Regions from separate parts of the Columba livia genome. Here region 1 is linked to region 2. The links are chromatin contacts, called in public Hi-C maps. All regions are on one chromosome and are shown on one strand. The core of a region is the stretch at or near the end of the contact, and the rest is flanking DNA. Distances in the headings are between cores, read along the strand shown.

What was found. Hi-C and Micro-C count contacts between places; a contact is called where the count stands out from the background.
Region 1: a contact with region 2 is called in a Hi-C map of crop, with 2.2 times the contacts expected there. The contact joins the promoter of MAPKBP1 here to the enhancer-like site in region 2. A contact is called at or near these places in 2 of 2 Hi-C or Micro-C datasets (crop and liver).

The regions. Positions count from the first base shown.
Region 1 is chr5:40,838,682-40,843,857 of bColLiv1.pat.W.v2, reverse strand. It overlaps MAPKBP1 (mitogen-activated protein kinase binding protein 1), which reads left to right and starts at 2,284. Exons shown (of 31, transcript XM_065064578.1): 1 at 2,284-2,566; 2 at 3,410-3,753. The coding sequence starts at 3,637. It overlaps LOC135579588 (a long non-coding RNA gene), which reads right to left and starts at 2,145. Exons shown (of 4, transcript XR_010473009.1): 1 at 1,642-2,145.
Region 2 is chr5:40,789,938-40,795,022 of bColLiv1.pat.W.v2, reverse strand. The region is part of intron 3 of MAPKBP1 (mitogen-activated protein kinase binding protein 1); the gene reads left to right. Among named protein-coding and RNA genes, the nearest start is that of MAPKBP1, 49 kb to the left of the region's middle. Within about 2 kb of position 1,737, at least 1 of the 3 cell types and tissues checked has an H3K27ac peak away from gene starts, as active enhancers do.

The sequences.
Region 1 (5,176 bases), core at 1,035-3,534, 48 kb before region 2:
TCAACTACTTTGTTTGTTTTGTTTTGTTTTGTTTTTTTCTGTGCAATGCCAGTTCCTGGCCTTGTACAGGCTGGAGCATGTTTTTAACTCCATGTCCAGTGTGAGTAGTTCCACTCACTAGAATTGATCCCAGTCTGGATAAAACTAAGCACATGTGTAAATCTTCACAGAGGAGGAATTTCATTTTTGCAGAAGCAGCTCTGGTTTCCTTCGTGAATTTCTCCTCACCCTTAGCAACAGGGCACTGTTATTCAGCAACATTCACATTTACTACTAGAATCCTTTTCTTATGTGCCACCTCTTGTGTTGCAGTCCATGTCTGAGGTCGAAAGCTATGAATCCATATTCCTAGCTCCCATAGACTTAAATTACTTTTATTTTTAAAATAATTGCAACATTACCAACTCTTGCAATTTTATTGTAAATCTCACAAGATAAGTATCTTTCCAAAAGCCCTGCTTCCTGGAACCTTGTGATTTTTTGACATAGCAACAAGTGTGGATTTCTCTATGGCACCTGTGTATCAAAACTAAAGCCTAACAAAGGTTAGCAACTGACATTTTAAGATCACTACCTTCAGCTTATTATGGCATGACTGGAGCAGACAGAGAGTAGAAAGACATTCTGTGTTATGCCTCTAGGTGCTTTTGTCAATATATGCAGGTTTCTGACCAGTCAAGCCTTAAGATCCTAATCCTGCAAGCACTTGTGCCTGCTCAGAATCCCACTTCGAATGCAAACCATCTTTTCTGGAAATTCAGGTGGTGCAGGTTCACATAGTCACAAGCCGTGACGGTGGTAGTGTGCTGGCCACAATGGGCACCACTATGAGGAAGACCATAGCCCATGTGGATTATCTGTCGTGGTAAATCTGTGCCTGAACTTCAGGAGCTCTTCATGGATGGCATTTTTGGAATGATCATCTGCAAGTGCTATCAATAGTCTGGATTTGCATTAATCATTGAAGATGGGATAGTCACCAAAGATGGGAAAGGGAGGAGGGCACCCACAACAGGAAACATGGAGCCAGAAAGATGCCCCAAGGACAGAGACAGATTGCAATAAATGGCAGAGCATGTTAAGGAAGGAGGTGCTAGCAGGACTTTTCCACCCTAAGAAATGCTGGTTTCCTTTCTCCACTTTAGAGCTTTGGTGTGGAGATGTTAGGCCAGTGTGGACAAGTACAGCCTCTTTGAACTCAGAGCGCTACATCCTAAATGTGCACCTTTTGACAGCGATTCAGGCTTGGTGGCCCGTGAGATCTGCCTCCCCTCTCCCCCTCATGGGTTTATACCTGCCAAGGCATGGAAGGGCAGCTGTCTGTCTCTGTCTGGGAAGCACAAGAGTCAGTGTAGTGGCTTCTGAACTCTTCCCTGAGGAACAGCTAGTAGACAGCTGAAGTGCCAAACCTTCTTGCTGGCATGATGTATATTTTGTTGCGTGCTTATAAAATTCTTCAGTATTTCACCAGGAGAAAAATGTGTATGATCTCATCTACACTATGCAACTATTCAGTTTTCTCTGTGCAAAGTCCATGAGGTGGACTTGGCAGTTTTAGCTTTACAGTTGAACTCAACGATCCTAAAGTTCTATTCCAACCTAAACAATTCTATTATTCTAGGTTTGCTTCTAGGCTCTCACCTGCTATGAGCCAGCACACAAGCATCCAAATTAACTCCATGGGCTCCATCCCCACATTGTGATGTGACAGTGGGCTGCCAGATTCCTAGCAAAGACTTTGGAGAACTGAGGGGAGAAGGATTTCTTCATAGGCAGGAACTGGCCAGTTGCTGTGGAGCCCACGGTCACCCCGTAACGCCCATCTCAGTGACACAGGCTTGGCTTTGCTGGCAGCCTCCGCACCAGCGAGCTCTGTGACCACAGCAGCCCCAGCAAAGGATCCAAACACCAGATGTGAAGTGTTACCAGACTTTTATCGCTCAAACCTGGCTACCCTGAGGTAAGGTGCTCATGCAGCAACTTCTCCACGTCCACAGTGAACTGCATGAGCCTCGTGGCACCAAGCCACAAATGGCCGACCAGGCGCGTGGGGCAGACCGGCCAGTGCGGCACTCCCAGCCCCAAAGCCTGGCAACGGCCACCGGCAAGGGCCATCTCCACCGCTAAGGGCCGCCCAGTAACGGCCGCCAGTCGCAGCCTCTGCCGCGCCGGCCCACCTGCTTCCACCGCCCCCCACCTCCGCGCTGCGACGGGTTTTGACCCGCGCGGGCCGCCGTAGCGCGGCCGGCCGGCCTGGAGCTGCAGGCGGTGCTGCGGCCGCCGGGGGGAGCGGCTGCGCGGCGCGGGCGGGCGGGCGCTTGCCCATGGGCTCCCGCGGCCGGCGCGGAGCTCGGCGGGCGGCCTCGGCCCCCCGCTTCTGGCTGAGGCCTGAGGCTGCAGGGCCGCCCCCTCGCTGCCGCCACCGCCTCTGAGGGAACGGCCCCCGCCCCGCCCGCGGGGGCGGCCCGCGCCGCGGCCCCTCCTCGGGGGCGGCCGGCTGCTTGGGCAGGCGCTGCGGGGCACCGTGGTCGCCGGCCTCGCCGGCAGAGCTGCTCCTGGGCACCAGGTAGGAGAGAGAGGTTTAACTCGGCGGGTTAGGCTGGGGGGGGCGGAGGAGACGCGTCTCCCAGCCCGCGGTGCTGCCGCCGCGGGGAGAGCAGCTGTGACTGTGCCGGCTTGAACGTTCCTCTGCTCCGCGCTCTCTCCCCTTCTCTCTTTCTCGCTCTCTTTCCCCCCGCCCCCATTTTGCACGGAAGCCTGGAGGATAATTTACTGCAGGCTTGGGCTGGATCCCTCTTTTCCCCCTTCCCTCCTTCACCGCCGGAGCTTTGGGAAAGGCGAAGGTTTTAGCCGGGGGTCTGTAAATCGTTGACAGCAGTTACAGTTCCTCGTTGGTCCCTCTTTAAAAAGAAGGTGTGGGGATGTGAAATGCTGTATGTCTTTATTAATCAGATAGCACCCACTGTATGTATGCGGGTACTTAAAGCAGAGCTAAATTTGTGAGACTTAAAAACTCCCTCATGTTTATTGTCGGTGTGCTTCTGTGAATTGGTGTTCAGTGATCAAGTACAGCGTTGTGCTTTCCAGACTGTGAAGCCTAAGGTGGAATGGGTGTGTATGGAGCAAAAGCAAGGGGCTGGATGGACCCTGTTAATGGACTCCAGTGCTGGGAATTTTTGTCTTTGTCATAAGATGATACTGAAGTGTAAAACACCTAAACTTTTGATCTGGGAATTGGTTTAGATGTGCTAATGAATAGTAAAAGGATGATAATTTTCATGGAAGCCTCTGGGAATAAGTAATACCGCACCCATCAATTATCATAAACTCTTGCATTTGGCATTTCTTGCAAAGAATGAGACTAGAATTTATTGCGAATGTCGTATTGACCCGTGGGTGCATCTTTCAGTTTAGATTACTGCTGATTTGATCCTCTGGAATCTGCAAAAGGAAAGTCTGCCAGCCTCTGTGAATAGCTTTGCAGTGTAACAGGAGTGGAGTTCCCGAGCAGAATCGCTGAGAGATATGTGAACAAGTGTAAGCAAAGCTGAGCACATCAGTATTTCTGCCTCAAACCTGGGCTTGTTTCCCAGGCACAGTTTGTGTGTGGGGTGAATATCCTCCTGGCACCTGGAGATGATGTCGGTCGAAGGGTCTACAATAACAAGTCGGATCAAAAATCTACTTCGCTCACCTTCCATTAAGCTAAGGAGAAGCAAGCCTGGGAACAAGCGTGAAGATATAGGCAGCAAGGTGAGTACTGTGTGGTTTGGCCAGCATGCTTTAACTTTGTTGCCTGAGGTTCCATCTGTACTAACAATACTGCTTTGGGAGACCTGGTGTAACTGTAGAGTGATGCAGAGAAACCAATATGTGATTGTAGTCTGTCTTTTAATTGGGATCTCTACTGTGCTGGAGATCCTTGCTAAAGCCCAGGTTGCTCTTCTGAAACGCACACTTTTTGCTTGTGTATTCAGTCTGTATCAGAAAGCTTTTGGGATTTCCCACACTGTGGCGTGTGGTGCTGTTACAGATGATAGGAGAAACATGATACTGCCTCTTCCTCCATGTTACCAGCAGTTAACGATACACAAAAGACCTGTTCTTCTGTGTAAGCAATTGTTCTTGGCCCTGCAAAGGAGAGTTCTATGAGCATGTGAGAAGGGTAGGCTGGTCTGAAAGATGTAGGATGTGAGGCGTCTCTTGGAGGTGGGCTCTGTTCAGGTGGGCTCTGCGTTCTCCAGGCCTGGGATGCCCTTTTCTCTATGTTCCTCCTTTGTGTGCCTCAGACCCCTTCCCTTGGGGATGTCTTGCCTGGGGTATAAGGGCTTCTAACCTGAAAAATCCATCATTCTTCTTGGCGTTGCGGAGAACTCCTGACAGATAGTCACTCACTGGGAATTGACTGGTGTCATGAGAGAGGAGGATGACTTAACCCTGCCTGCAGGGAGAAGAAGATCTGGGTGGCATTGCCTTGTGCTGACAGCAGGCGCCTCTGAGTCAGGGTACATCCTGCTGTCCCTGCCACTGATTCACTTGTAACTCTGGGCAAATCACTCAGGCTTTGCATAGCTCTTTCTGTCCATAAATAGAAAGCTTAATCCCTCCCCCTTTGTGAAAACTCACTAATAAATAAGAAATTCTTGTAATCCATGACTGCAAAGTGCGTTCATTTGTCTCAGAACAGTAATGCTTCAAAAGTTAGCTGCTGGAGTGAAGAGCGTGTAAAAACTGCAGGGGAAATACATGACACTTTATCTAATGGTCAGTCCCAGCGTGAAATCCTATTCTCAAAACTGTGGTTCAGGTCAGAGGTCCCCTGAGATGCCTGTTTAATACCAAGGAACACAATATTCTTCCCTTGCAAAGCAAGCGAAAAACCTACTTGGCTTCCTCCGAGCTGTCTAGAGGAGAGTCCTTGGTGTTTGTGCATGACCTCAGTGTGTGCCTGTGCATGCATGTGCTGCATTTAATGCAGCTTGTGGACTGCCACTGAAACATGCTTTGTAGCTGTTGCTGAAGAGCCGTTCGTTGATCCATATTCTGCAGAGACCTCTGTCAAAAAAGCCAAAAGCCACCTGTACTGCCGTGTACAGTGAGCGTTGGATTCTGGCTCTGTGAAAAGGAGCTGAGGTCTGCCTACTCCTTTCCAGAGCTGGGACCTGCTTCTATAATC
Region 2 (5,085 bases), core at 488-2,987:
TCTCTCTACTTCTCAAGGACTCTAATCATACCAGGCCTGCATTTCTCTCCACTACATCTTTGTGTTAGTTGTAAATATCCCAGTCTACATGAAATAAGCACTTGTTACTGTTATTTATATAAAACTATGGTTGTATCACGCAAAGATAAACAGAAGTAAAACAAATGAGCCATAGACACCTGGTCAGTTAGAAGTTGCTGTCACAGCTCAACCAAGTAAAACAGAGCTGCAGGCAGGTCAAGAGAAGTTCAGAGTGAGCAAGGCCAGGGAGCCCAAGGCCTTTCAGACTCAGTACAAAGCTTAGGGCTTGTTGCTGAGAATGGCAGGTCCGGGGCTGTCAGCCAGATGCTGATCGGACAGGGACTGGCTCTTGAGAGCGAGCGGAGGGGTGGAGCACAACTGGGGAGCAGGAGATCCCTGAAGCAGGTGTCTTGGCTGGTCTGTCAGGACAGAGGGTTGTTCTCTTCTACTTGTTGATGTGCCTGTGACAGCTGTAACTTTGGGAGGAGACCTCAGCATCTAGAGACAAGTCCTTTCTCAAGAATTAACACCATATGCCATGATTCTGTAGCATCCATCCTGGAAAAAGTTGTATTCCCTGCTTGGATGCAAAGCTCTTCAGTTTCTTAGCTGTGTTCTGACTGTTTGCTTCGTCCTTCTTGACTGCATATGGGACTGGCCAGGTTCTACTCAAGGCTCCATTTTCTACTGCTTCTTAGTCTTTGTCTGACTGATCAGCACATTTTCATGTCATGAACTGTCTCAGCGATCCTTTTATTCCTCCAGCCTTCCTATCATCAGTTGCCCATTGCTCTAGCCCCTGGGGCTGCTGCTCATTTGCAGTGTTCAGCGAGTGTTTGCCAAGAGTGCTGAAATAAAACGCAGCTCTGCAACTCCCACTCCCAGCCCAGTTGATTTAATGCTTCGTGTAGGTGTGTTACTGGCATTGCTTCCCTGCCTCTAGGGAAGTGAGTGGTTTTGGAGAGAGGGAGGGAGAAATGTGGACTCTGTGTGTTATAGTCAGCCAGGAGCCATATGTATACAAGTGTCTCTATATACACCTACAAACACATTTATATAAATATGCATGTGTGTGTGTGCACATGCATTTGTCAGCAGTGCCCAGTGTCCTCTGAAGCTTGTCAGACGTGCAGTCTGGCAGGCAGTTCAGCGCCTGTGTGTGCAGCTGCTGCTCTGTGTGACTTCGTTGTTCCACCTAGCCTCACTGCAGGCTGGAGGAGAGATGGGATATACTGCAAGGCAGGGGAGGTGGCTTATCCCCAGTTCTGCTGGGGCAGGGCTTCATCCCTGGTTTCTCATCCATCAGTTTTGTTCATTTTTCCTCTCTTGGCATTGGAGAGTTGGAAGGGAATTGGGATGTTTTGAAGGTGAAGTTCCTGCTGAATCACTGGTGACTAGGCAGGCATGAGCCATAACAATTAACTGCAATAATTTTCATCTTCCTTGCAACTGTAATCATTCCCAGTTGGTAAGCTGATTGAAATTTCGTGGTTTTCCTCTGAGCCCTTTTCTCCCCTCTGCTTTCCCCACATGCACTTCTTGCCCAAGTCTTTCACAATCTCTGTCTGGCTTAGCCCTTTGCCTCCCAGAAAAGGTGCCTCCTGATTGCGCTGCTCTGTGAAAAGCCATGGCTTTCCCCAGGGCACTGCCATTGCGTCTCTGGCTCCAGCGTGGCTGCTGTGGAGTTGCACACAGCTTACCCGGGGCGAGATGGGGCCCAGGCTGTCTTTTGTCCCCGCATCCATTTAATGCGCAGGATAGAGTCTGAATTTGCTTTCCTGAATCGTCTCCCTGCCTTAAGTTTGCCTGGTGTCAGAAGGGTTGCTGGTTTTAAAAATCCTCCTTCTTCACTACTGCTCTGTCTTCTTGAAAAGAGACCTCAAAATAACCTAACATTGGAGATTTCCATGCTAAGACAGAGTTTTCCGCATGTGGTAGTTCCAGCAGAGCATGGGTATGTTGCAGTAAGATCAGCTGGACCCACTGTGAATGACTGTGGCCAGTCCTTGTGGGCAGGCAGGGCCCTGGCTCAGGCAGAAGGTGGACAGGAGGACCTCTGCTTCTCCTCTGTGCCCCTGGTCAAGCTGAAGCTTCAGAGGTGTCTGTGTGTATGCAAGAAGAGAGGGCTGGAATGGTCAATGTACAGTCACAATCTCTGCTCCTTATCAGATTTTTAAAATCCATTTATGTGTTGGGGTTTTTTAAAGTGTTTCGCATATCTTTTCAGATCTGTGCATTGCATCTCTTCTCTGCCGTCTGCAGCTTGAGGTCAGAGATGCAGCTGGTTGTTTTTAAGATATAGTCTGGCAGGTGTGAAGGGGCTGTTGAACGTTGCCAGTGGAACCTGTCGGCCATGCACAGCAGGGGTTTGTGTTGGCCCTGTGCAGGGCAGGAGCTGAGGAGGAACTTCTGTGGCACTCAGTCCTGTCCCCTTATCTGCAGTAGAGACTGGACATGTGGACAGGCACAAACCACACTGGCAGCAGCAGATCATGAGGATGGCAGCATGCTTGCCAGGTGGTGGGGAGAACAACTTACCTGTTTTTCTGGATGTCATGAGATCACGTAGGCACCAGTGTTGTTTTTGCAGGAGTGGTGGGCATTTTGAGGTTCCCATGTTTGGGGTTGTAGTACTTGTTCTCTTGCGTGGCTTGCTTTTCTGGCTCAGGTCATGGAAGGTTGTGTGGGAAGTGATCTGTCACTGGTATTACCTTGCCGCAGCTGAGGGGAGCAATTGGAGCACTACCCTGTGGTTGTGCAAAGCAAATGACACTGGGCAGAGAGGGGCTGTTGGGCTTCTTCATCCTGTGTTCTCTCTTACTGAACACATCTGCCCTGTTAGTCAATGCAAGGGGTGATGTGAATTCAGTAGGTGGAAATGGTGGGGGGTGGGCAGAGGCTGCCCTTGTTGCTTTGGGGGTTAGCCATACAAATCAATCTTGTCAGTTCTGCTCTGCCTTCTTGTAGACTCAACTTCCTGTGCTGCTCTCCCTTTTCTGGTGTCTGGGTGCCTACTGCCTTAAGACATCTCTGAATGTGGGTTTTTTGTTCAGTATTCAGTGCTTTTTAGCCTGTTTTGTTAGGCTGTGTTGGTTTCTGAAGCATGAATTTAGCTGCATCTCTCAGGCTCCCACCTTTTGAGTCTTCGTTGTCGTGAATTGTTGCAGGGAGCTCTGAAGGCTTTTCTCCTCAGGCAGTGACACCCAAATCTTAACCTCTCGACAGATACATCTTTCTTCTCAGCATGCATTTAATTCATATAGCTTGCATGAAAATACCTATTCAGTTACATACTCAGTGTCCACATCCTATCGCATCACTGTTAGCCCACTCCCAGTACTGGCTGTGAATTAAAGAAGCTTTCTGGCAGGAAGAGTTGCCACACAGAAAATGAACACCAGCTTTTGTAGACACTGCTTCACTCTGATCAAGCTTCCCTTGGCAACCAGTGCAGTGTAAAAGAGATTTTGTTCTTATCAATGTCTGTTGTGTTTTTTTTTCATTCATTTAGCGCGTAGGAAGCTATTGCACTTGCATTTGAATAGCTTTGGGTGTGGGGAAGAAAGCAGAGTATGAGCCAGAAACTGAGAAATGGACCGATTTTGAAGGGATGGAACTGTTTGCTCTTTTCATTTATTCTTGCAGCAGCGTGAAAAGGAATATATTTGTTGGGGAAAAAAAAAAAAAAGCAAGCTAGCATTTGTTTTTATATCTTAATGGAGTTTTCTTTCCTCTGTATAGCATCCTCTTTATAGCACAGGATGCGTGCATTTAGGAAAGGAGGACCTGACCCATGAACACTGCCTCCAGCCATGTGTCCTACAAGACAGGGCAACTTGGAGAGGAATGCCATCATGGGCTTTTAATTTTCCCAGGCCCGCTGAAGGGTAGTGTGACCTGCAGAGGAAGGAAAGAGGAAAACTGACTTCTGCAGAAATCTGTTTTTTATTAGGTTGCTGAAGAAGCATGAAGAAGGAGGTGGCTGGGGGAAGGCAGCTGAGACTAGAGGGTCGTGTGAGGAAACTGCGGGACAATGAGAAGATGAAAATGTCCAGGAACTAGAATTTTGATAAGAACAGGAGTGAAGCCAGTAGGAGAAAAGGCAGAAGGTGGGGGCAGCTGCATGGAGTGATCCACTGCTGCTGACTTAGTGAGTCAGATACTTCATGTAAAAGTGATACTGACGTCCAATTCCTCTCCATTCCTGCTCCTATATTTAGCTTGGGGAAATTGCTTCTTTTTTATATATATTTTTTTCCTCTTGCTGGAGCCAATGGAAACTTCTGTGACACTCCCTCCCCTCTCCCCTTGAAACAACAGCAGCTTTTTATCTGCATATATGGTGCACAGTTTTGCACATATAAGATAGGGCTGTGCATTCGTGGAGGTTTGGAAAGCTCTGCAAGGAACATTTCACCACTTTCTTTTTGGCTCACCCAGATGGCATCCTTGATGGAGGGAGCTCAGGTTGTCTGCAAAAACCTTTGACATCACTGGGAGAGCTGATTCTGTCCTTCCCTTTTATTTGAAGTTACCTGAATGGTCCCACAAGAAAGAGAAGAGCTGGGAGAGATTCCACAGCCAAGTTGTTTTTAAAAGCTGTTTGCATCAGGGAGGTGTACTTAAAGGTTGTAGGGTGGTGTCATAGACCTAGAAATAATACCTTTAAATATGTATGCCATTGCCAACGGCCTCTGCAGGAACCATGCAAACAAACAGGACACTTGATCTCAGCTGGCCGATTGGTGGTTTGTACAGCAGTAATCTATACAGGAGCAAACAGTTTCTATAAACGTCTTGGAAATCAGAGTGTATTTGTAGATTAAAAAGATGCTGTGGTCACCAAGCCCCACCCATGGCTGCAGAGGAGGTAGGATTTGTGCTGAAACAAGGGTGCTAACCATGTTGACCTTCTAAACTGCTAAACTGCTGTGTGCACCAGGGTCAGGTTGTCTCTGTGTAGGTCCTGTGTGTGGTGCTTTTGTAGCTAGTCTTAGTTTGCATGTTGGCACTAGCATTTAAAAAGATCTCTTCAGGCAAAGGAGTCTTGAGAACTTGAATTTG